Linked DNA regions of Mus musculus: region 2 is linked to region 1. The links are chromatin contacts, called in public Hi-C maps. All regions are on one chromosome and are shown on one strand. The core of a region is the stretch at or near the end of the contact, and the rest is flanking DNA. Distances in the headings are between cores, read along the strand shown. Region 1 holds the start of Bdp1 (B double prime 1, subunit of RNA polymerase III transcription initiation factor IIIB). Region 2 holds the start of Sgtb (small glutamine-rich tetratricopeptide repeat (TPR)-containing, beta).

Region 1 (4,903 bases), core at 1,566-4,065:
GACAGCAACAGTGTACTCATATACATAAAATTTAAAAAAAAAAAAAAACCTTAACAAAATATATAATAATAATGATCTAAAATGCTCTTTACACAAAGAAATAATAAACTTTTAAAGTGATACCATTAACATGACACATTGTAAATACATATTGAAATAACACATTGTACACATTGTACTCCATAACATGTACAATTACTTTGTATTAGTTGAAATTTAAAATGTTAAAAAGGAAGTATAGGGGCTGGAGAGATGATTCAGTGGTTAAGAGCAAGGCTGTTCTTCCAGAGGGGCCCAGGTTCAATTCCTAAAACCAGCAGAGCAGCTGTTTGTAATTCCAGTTCCAGGGTAACCAATACCCTCACACAGACATAAATATGGGAAAAACACCAATGCACATAAAATAACAACAATAATAGATAATTTTAAAAGGAAACAGAATGAATAATTTAAGTGTACTTTTATCATATTTTATTAGTTCCATATAAAAACAGAAGCTGCTTTAACATATAACATTATCTCTTTTAAACTCTCTCCTTAAAGCTGAAGATAGATAAAACTCAGGCTGACATGCTCGAGGCCCTGAGGTTCGGTCCCTAGAACTCTAGTGTAGCTCTTAGAATGTAACACATCAATCACTGGCATCTTATATGTTAAATGTATACTCCGTTGGTTTCTACAACTAGCAAAACGAATGAATGCTCTCATCAAATAAGGAACAAGGACCAGGGATGTAGTTAAGCTGGCACAGAGCCTGAATGGCACGCAGAGCCCTGGCTTTCATACTCAGCACTACATACACCAGGCATGATGGCACATATCTGTAATCTCAGCATTCAGAAGGTAAAGCAGGTGGATGAGAAACTTAAAGGTGTCTTTTCATGCATGGAGAGTTCTAGGTCAACCTGAGCTAGATGAAACTCTACCTTAAAAACAACAACAAAAAACTTGGTGGGCCTGGTGGCTCATGCTTTTAATGCCAGCACTCAGGAGGTAAGAGACTTCCAGCAAGTCAAAGCTACATAGTTAAATCTTGTCCCCCCCAAACAGACAAACTATATGTGTGTATGTATATACACATTCACACATATAGTTTATATGCATAGTATATGATGTACTCTAATTGTCAACTAAAATATTCTCAAGCATGTCTCAGGACTATGGCCTATGGGAATTTATAAAATATCAATCATTATGCCTTCCTATATAGTTAACAAAATTTTCCAAATTTGGAGCAGTGACCAATACTGGTATTTCTATTCTAAGCAGAAAATTTTCAAACAGATCCAAGTTTAAAAAAAAAAATGTTGAAATCATGGTGCATAATTGGAATGCCAAAATAACACACAGCACAAACTCTGATTAACAGAAGAAATGCTGTTACTATGCAAACATAAATTGTACCATCTCCCTGTCACTTAATGTGATTACTTACTGGCTTTTTCCTCTGTATATTATAAAACACTACAGTCACCATATTAACCCGTCACATATTTAATTTGTACCATCACCTTTCTCCACTGTTTTGTTTTTTGAGACGGGTTCTCACTATGGGGCTGACTGTCCTAAAGCAGGGTGGCCTCTGCCTCCCTATTGCTAGGACTAAAGTTGTGACACCATACTCGGTCTCATCACCTTTTTTTGAAAGTAATCAAATTTTTTTTTTTAGTAAATTTGGGGGAACTATTCTACCATGTGGCATGTAAGGCAGTTTATGTAATCCTATCTGATCTCACAATATTGTCCTAAAGGAGGTACTAACTTGACACCAGGAACAAATTTTCTCTGAGAACAACCTACTTAAACTTGCTAAGCTAAGTAGGAGCGTCCTAAATTCAAATGTGGTATTTGTCACTAAAGCCAGGCGTCTTGATTCAGGAAACGTAGTTACAATAAAGAAGTATGCACTCGAACCAAAATAAGTAACCTAAGCCTCTTCCCTTTGACTCAGGGGCAGGGCGTTTACCTAACACTCCATGAGGCCTTGGGTTCAACCGCATCACCGCGTGGAGGGAGGAAAAAAAATCAGCACTGGTGCTCTCCTTTCAAAAATAAATATCCACAAAATGAAAATCCCAAAGTGCTTTCAGTGTAAAGTACTCCAGGACAATTAATTAAATTTCCAAGTGATGGTGCGTCTACATTCTTGACTTCAAAATCCTTAAGCCTGGATTCCCATCTCTGTAAGATAAGGCAAGACACTGTCTCCTCGGGAATCTTAAGATCGTGACAGAGTCATAGTAGTCGCACCCTCAGATCACGGAATAAAACTACAACTAGAAGTGGTTTCATCCAGCTCAAATCAAAAGCTTGTTGCAGGAGAGGTGCTCCGTGGTAAAAATCCAACAGCTCAGCTTGATAGAAGACCTTACCTGCTCCCGGGAGCCTGTTCCTGGGGTTCTGCTCCCCCGGAATCCACTGCAGGCACATCTGTGGGCTCCGCTGGCTTCGGAGCTGACTCGGTGGCAGGCTCCGGAGGCCTGGGAGCCTCTGGTCCACGCTGGGGATTGGGAGCGGCGGAGCCCCTGGTCCCTACACCAGGCCTGACATTTGGCTTCACGCTAAGGCGTGCCCTGCGGAACATGGCGGAGCCAGGGGGCCGAGAGCGGCGGCTCCGCGGCCGCGCTCAGCCCAGAGCCCCGGCCGCTGCCCGCAGGCTGACACTCTCACCCTCCCACACGTCCACAACCACCAGTCCAGCGCTGGCTACCGCAGTTTTGCGCCCCCTCCGCCTCCTCCGCTCTCCCGCCACCGCCTCCTCTTCATGACCCTGCCACACTAAAAGCTAAGTTTCTCCTCCCCGCGTCCCGGCTCGCGAAAGGCGCCGGAAGCAATGCGTAATCATTCGGCGCCGACGATGACGTCAGACTCCGGGCGCCGGGAGCCATAGCAACTGCAACGCTCTGTAGCTTCGGTTACCTGTAAACCAGAGATTTTTTTTTTTTTTTTTTTTTTTGATTCGAAGACAGATATTCTTTCCTTTGTAAGACCTTGGGAGTTGTTGAAAAGAGAGAGCGGAAGCAGCTGAATCCTCCAGGTCAAACTTTTTTTTTTTTTTTTTTGGGGGGGGGGCCGTTTCGAGACAGGGTTTCTCTGTGTAGCCCTGGCTGTCCTGGAACTCACTCTGTCGACCAGGCTGGCCTCGAACTCAGAAATCTGCCTACCTCTGCCTCCCAAGTGCTGGGATTAAAAGCGTGCGCCACCCCTGCCTGCCCGGCTCAAACTTTTAATTTCTCGCCAGTGGTGCTAGGGTTTGAACCCAGGATCCCTCACAAACCCTGCATTCTCGGCATGCACACTGCCATGGAACGTCCATCCCCAACCTACTTAACTGAATCTTTTATGAACTATTAAGGAGTTTTCGAGAAGAGTCAAAGTGTGCAAGAATGCAGAGCATGGTGGTGCGTGCCTGCAATCCCAGCACTGGAGAAACCGAAATAAAGAGGTCACAAGTTCCGAGCCCTGGACTATCTGACAAGACTTACCTCAAAATTACAATAAGATAAAATAGTATGAGAGTAGTGCCTTAGCACCAGTGCATCCCCAGAGCATAGAACCTGTTTGTTTTAGGGTTTTTGAGACAGGGCCTCTTATAGCTAAGGCTGCCCTTCAACTCTTGATCCTCCTGCCTGCACGGGCTCAATGTTGAGATTACAGGTATGTATAGGCTACCATACCCTGCTAGGAAAAAAAAAAGTTTTAACTATGAGTATGGAGAGAGCGAGTTTGCGGGAGACTGAAAAGTTACAGGTAGTTATCAGACTCCTGATGCTGGTGCTGGGAACCAAAACTAGGACCTACTGGAAGAGCAGGAAATGGATCTACTGAGCCATCTGTCCAACCCCCAACCTCCGCCAAGAAATTTTTAATTGAGTAAAAAAAAAGGTTGAAATTCTGTGTGAGGAAATCGCAAAGAGAAGCCATGAAACACTTCACAGGACATCCACTATATGGGCTTTTGTACACTTTAAAATAAAAACTGTCAAAAATGATTATACTCCACATTTTGCACACGAATGTTGCAAAATTTATTGCTTCCAGAGATATCAACGGAGCAATAAATAAGACATTGTATGTTACAGAGGAGAAAATACAAAATAAATGAACAAGATCAACAAGAATATATTAAATATGATGAGATTTCAAGGGTGATGGAAGAGTCCTGCGGTACTGGCAGTAGGGCAACTTGACAAGGAAAATAGGTATCAGATTGCAAACCAGCCTCTGCTACATGAAACCTTTTCAGAAGAGAGAGAGAGAGAGAGAGAGAGAGAGAGAGAGAGAGAGAGAGAGAGAACAAACACAGGAAACCTGAAGAAGGTGGGAGTGCAGTTTAGTACTGAGCATCAAATAGATGTAGATGCTCACGACATCTCAAAATGCCAGGAGTAATAATAGCACATGCTTGTAATTTCATCACTCCAGAGGCCAAGGCTGAGACAGGGGAACTACATGAGTTTGAAAACAGCCTGTTCTAAATAGCTAGTTCCAAGCCAGCTAAAGTTACAGATCAAGACTTCATTAATAAATAAGTATTTGAGAAATAATACCATGCTAAAGATACCTCAAAGAATCTTGTAGTCACTGCTGGGACATACAGCTTTCTACAGCAAGCTCTTATGCAAGGCCTTTTCATAATCCTGTGTTCTACCTAAAAATCCAAGATGTCACAACTTTGTAGATAAGGAAATCAAAATGATTAAGATTTAATTCCCTACTCGTAAAGGCATAAAGCAAAAAATTTATTTTATGAACATTTTATTGTGTTTTATAGATGTATTTATTTTTATATGTATGAGTAAGTTTACATGCATGCATGTGCACCATGCACGTGCCTGGCAGTGGGGGCCTTAGGACGATGAGAAGACAGCATCAGATTCCCCTGTACTGATGTTATAGATGG
Region 2 (4,696 bases), core at 62-2,561, 4.0 Mb after region 1:
GAAAAAAGAACTTCATTTGACAGCTTTACCACTTCCAGCCTGGAGACCAGAAAACAACAAACCTTGCTCAAATAATGGTCACAGTCATCAGGTGAACTCTGAAGAATCACTATTGTCCCCTGGGTGCACAAGGGCTAAGGAACACAGTGATCCACGCAGATGAGTGGCAAAGCACAATAGAAAATGACGAAAAGCAGAAATGCTGATGGTTGAAATAGTTGTGTGCACATCTACAAACCCCACAAAGTTCTTTTTTCCCCGTTGAACTTTCACATGAAATTTCAGTGTAAGGCAGATTTGGCAATGGGAGGTGGTGGCGGCTTTGTTCCCGAAAACCCGGCATATCCGTGCAAAGAATTTAATTCTCTCACCATTTTGCTACTGGTCTGTTGCAGAGGGGTGTGGTTAGAGCGCTAGGAAGCAATTCAAACCGTGTCCAAGCAACAATTCTGGACCAAGTCAATTTGCCAGGTTAAGAGATCGAATGTTTTAAGGAAGGAGGGATATAAAAATGAAGTTAGAAAGCAAGGACGGAAATAAGTATGAAAACCAAAGCGGTCTCGGGTGTATATTAAACGCCTGGACCGCTAACAAGTGCATGAGGTGCGTACGAAAATGCTTGCTTTCTGGAGTCCACAGCTGCGGCACTCTCTGTATCAGGTCCGCAGGTCTGAAGGGCGCGTCGGTCTATCCTTCCGTATTTATTTTGGGTTGGGTCTGTGAACCCAACAATTCTCACAGACTGCGGCTGAAGCAATCCCAAACAAAGGGGAAAGGACGGCCTCCTGGGGGAAGCGGCAAGGGAAAGGTGGCCCCAGGTTGCTGCACCAGGTGTCCCTACAGAGTCCATCAAGCAGGCAGAGGGAAAGAACAGTCCCAGAGGCATCCTGGGTGGGTGTAGTAGGGCTGCACCAGGCCCCACGGCTGTCGTCGACAGACGACCCCACCCTTGCCCACGGTCAAGGTTAACCCGCCCACTAGAGTACCTGTGGAGGCCTCGCAGAGCCGAAAGGCACAGGGTGATCATGGGCAGGCCGGGAGGCCGGCAGCAGCTGGCGCGTGGTCCTCCGGCTTGGTAGGTGCAGGAGGCGGGCGGTGGAGTCTGCGAGCCCGGAAGCCGAGAGCGGGCAGAGCGGAGCAGACCAGATCTCGAGACTGAGGCCGCTAGCCAGCGCCCTCCCACGTGCTGCAGGCCCACGCCTACGCCGTGGCCCCGCCCCTAGCCCCGCCCCGCATCCGGCTCCGTCCCCGCCCCGAGTCCATCGCCCCGCCCCTCTCTCTGCCCCGCCTCCACCCCACCCCTCCGTGCCCTGCTCCGCCCCTGGGGCGGATCCAGCAAGCACTGTCGTCCGAGAGCCTTGCGAGCAGCCGGGTGGGCTGAGGGGGCGGCGGCGGCGGCAGCATTGGAGCGGGGGAAGTTTGGGAGCCGTGGCCCCCTCTGCGATCCAGAACACCGCTCAAGCCCCGAGGACCGCGGGGACAGGCGGACCCGCTTCCCGACGCCCCCGGGCCCGCAGCCGTCATCTCGTGTCCTCTCGTGGTAAGGGGCTTCTCTCTGGAAAGGGTGCGTCTCCCGCAGCCCCAGATGGAGGCCTGCACCGCGCACCCCCTGCAAACACTGTCTGGGCTGAGGCAAAGCCGGGGTACAACGGGGAGGGAACCATGGGGGTGGGAGGTGGATGTGATTGGAGATGTAGGAGGGGAAGCTTGGAGGAGGTTGGACAGCTCTCCCCACCCCCATTCTGTTTCCCTCTTCTGCCCCGGGTCCTTAGTCAGAGAGTGAAATAACCTCTCTGGCCTAGGGAGTAGATTCGCCTTTAAAAGAAGTACAAAGCTAATAAACATCCTAGAAGCGGGTACCACACCCTGGCTGTGAATTAGGGATCCCGGGGAGCAGATTGCTGATACGATTTAGTGGAAATAAGCCATTAATGCCACCTGGCCCTGCGCCACTGTTTGGATGCATAGTATTCCATGTGAATGAACGCGGCCAGGAGCTTCCAGCTTGTCCACGAGAGCACAGCTACTGCAGGCAGGGGCAGATCGGTTTGTACTATCTATCGGGTTAGACGGTGATTTCTGACCAGTGTACTGATTAAATAGAAACGCCGGGTTTTAACAATAACACTCAATGGTTGAATAACCTTTCCACAGAGCCTTGTCGTCAGCAAGTGACTCTTAACCTACAAAAGTAGTAGAGTATAAATGATTAATACATTAAAAAAAATCTCTTGGAATAAAGGAAGATGCTCTCACTATGGCTCACATTCTGAGTCAGCAGTACGAGATCTCCCTCAACTTAGAAGCGAGGCCTTTCAAGGGTGATTCTCCATATGTCTGCACTCCTATACTTTCTTGTATCTGTATCATATATGCTGTTAAGACACGGTGAGCTCTAGGCGTTGCTACACATGTTTTGAAAATCTGTCTTTGTTATTTTTATTTTTTTACTGATGCAAGCTTTAACATAGTTGAATAGTGCTGGGTCTGAATGAGCATGTGGAATACATGACTATAACCACTTGTGCTTTCTGGACCCTTTAAAGAGAGAAAAGTAATCAAGGTAATGAATATTTTTGCTTTTATTGCTTTGAACTTGGTGGATGACCCTTGTTATTTTCTTCTTCTTTTTTAATCAAGGAGATATTTAAGCGTCTAAAATGTCATCTGTGAAGCCCCTAGTTTATGCAGTTATTCGTTTCTTGCGGGAACAAAGTCAGATGGATGCATATACTTCTGATGAACAAGAAAGTTTGGAAGGTAGGCACCTATTGTTTGTGTCCTAATTTTGTAAAGAAATACTAAAATAGCTACAATCCAAAGCTTATGGTTTTTAATAACAAAATCAGAATATTTTGTTGAGAGGCTTAACTAGATATGTTATTTCCATTTTTTGAGGTTTGTTTTAACTAATAGGAAATAGGACTATTTGTCTACTGAAAAATTACTGTCAGAAGTATGTCATTCATATTTTAGGGAAGTTTTTCATCATGGGAACATTATCCCCAATGAACAGACTAGGAAATTAGATTGTTTAAGCAGCAGAACGGCTACCATGTAACAAAGCTGATGTTTACATTCAAATCTATACTTCAAAGATTTCCCCCTATTTTCCTAATAGCAAAGAATCTCATTCTGAACATACGAAAATACCTTAGTCATGGCAATAGCACCGTGTTAAAAACAAAACAACTCAGTAATTAATTAGTACTGTTACCGAACTCTAGCAAACGGTGCTTTGGAGGATGAGAGAATTTCGCCCTTGTTTTCCGTGAGCTTTAAATCTTGGATTCAGTAAAGCTAAGCAGGACTGGAGGAGCACCATGGCATTTCCTTGACGCCATCACTTCATGTTTATGCATTATAAAATTTTAACTCGGTATAGCCATAAGAAGGCAAAACGATATAGACAGGCTGGTGAAAGTTCAGTGAGCCTAGCTTCCTTGTGGTCTGCAGACTTAATTATCACAATGGGAGCACACTGGGGAGAGCTTAATAAATAGCAGGCAGGTTGGAATTCCCTTCTCCGAGCTGCCTCTCCTATAGAGGGGATCATCTATTAATTCTGTATACTTCCTTTGTCGACATGCTTTAAGTTAGATGTACATCAAAGTTGGGTATTTGTTCCTCTGGTGAGATGATGTCTTTCCAGGCGACAATGAGAGGAGGGGGTGAGGCACAGTGGGAGGACATTGCAAATTCGCCCATTTAATATTAAGGTCTTTGTCCTCTCTGATCATCAGACCTCGGGAAAGATAAAGGTAGTTTGGCTATCAAAGGAAAGTCTTGATTGCAGTTGCTCTGTAGCAACAGAGGAAGGCAATCACATAATTAAAAAAAGATATTTCTCTTCTCGTCTAAGGCAGTATGATGTTTTTTTTATGAAGAAGAAAGAAAATCGAGAGTATTTTAAAAACCAAGATGTTATGTCCTATTTTTAGAGTGGCATTCAGCCAAAAATATGTGCCTTCAGCTGTTTGTTATATATGAAGTCAGAAATGGTGCCAATTGTTTGTGACTGACCCCTATTTTTGACTCTGTGAGTCTAATTTAATTGAACATGAAATCATGTGGAGTTGTCTGCCCACCTTCTAGACATTTAAAAAAGCCTTAGGGAAGGATGGGTTGTTGGAGCAGCAGCTTTCCCACTGTGCGGAGCCCCGTTCTACCAGCTTTGCTGTTTGTCCCCAGAGTCCTGATTGTTGTCCTCTCTGACGTCCTCTCTGTTTGTTGTGGTTTCAGCATCCTGTCAGTCACTCTCGTCAGTCACGCTAGAAAGCATTACTTCAGTCGTCAGTAACTCCTTCCAATCCCGACAAACTCCCGGAAAATTCTTGTCTTTCTCTTCCACTGGCCTCTTGGGTTTTTCTGCTCCTCTGATCTCAACCGCTTGGTTGTACAGCAGATCAGTGTTTCTGAATTCAGGGGAGTCCTGTAAAGTCCGGAGACATGTTTGCATGTCACCACCTTTGGAGAGGCTGGTATTATGGCTTCTCATGGGTAGAAGCCGTAGATGATGCTAAACACTTGACAGTGCACCAGACAGCTCTTGAGAACAAGGAGTTATCTGATCTAAAGTGTCAGGGTGATGAGAGTTAGAAACCTTTTCCTAGACTGTATCATCCCCAGTTGTATTCCACTGGCCATCTCTGCTCTCAGCACTTTCCTCCTGGCTCCTACTGCCTGCGTTTCTAGC

What was found. A called contact is a pair of places that touch in the nucleus more often than the background predicts.
Region 2: a Hi-C map of B cells shows a contact between it and region 1, with 5 read pairs. The contact joins the promoter of Sgtb here to the promoter of Bdp1 in region 1. A contact is called at or near these places in 2 of 484 Hi-C or Micro-C datasets (B cells and muscle stem cells).

What each region holds. Positions count from the first base shown.
Region 1 is chr13:100,101,255-100,106,157 of GRCm38.p6, forward strand. It overlaps Bdp1 (B double prime 1, subunit of RNA polymerase III transcription initiation factor IIIB), which reads right to left and starts at 2,816. Exons shown (of 39, transcript NM_001081061.1): 1 at 2,373-2,816. The coding sequence starts at 2,584.
Region 2 is chr13:104,108,430-104,113,125 of GRCm38.p6, forward strand. Sgtb (small glutamine-rich tetratricopeptide repeat (TPR)-containing, beta) reads left to right here and starts at 1,312. Exons shown (of 11, transcript NM_144838.2): 1 at 1,312-1,540; 2 at 2,641-2,760. The coding sequence starts at 2,661. Nln (neurolysin (metallopeptidase M3 family)) reads right to left here and starts at 1,185. Exons shown (of 13, transcript NM_029447.2): 1 at 987-1,185. The coding sequence starts at 1,027.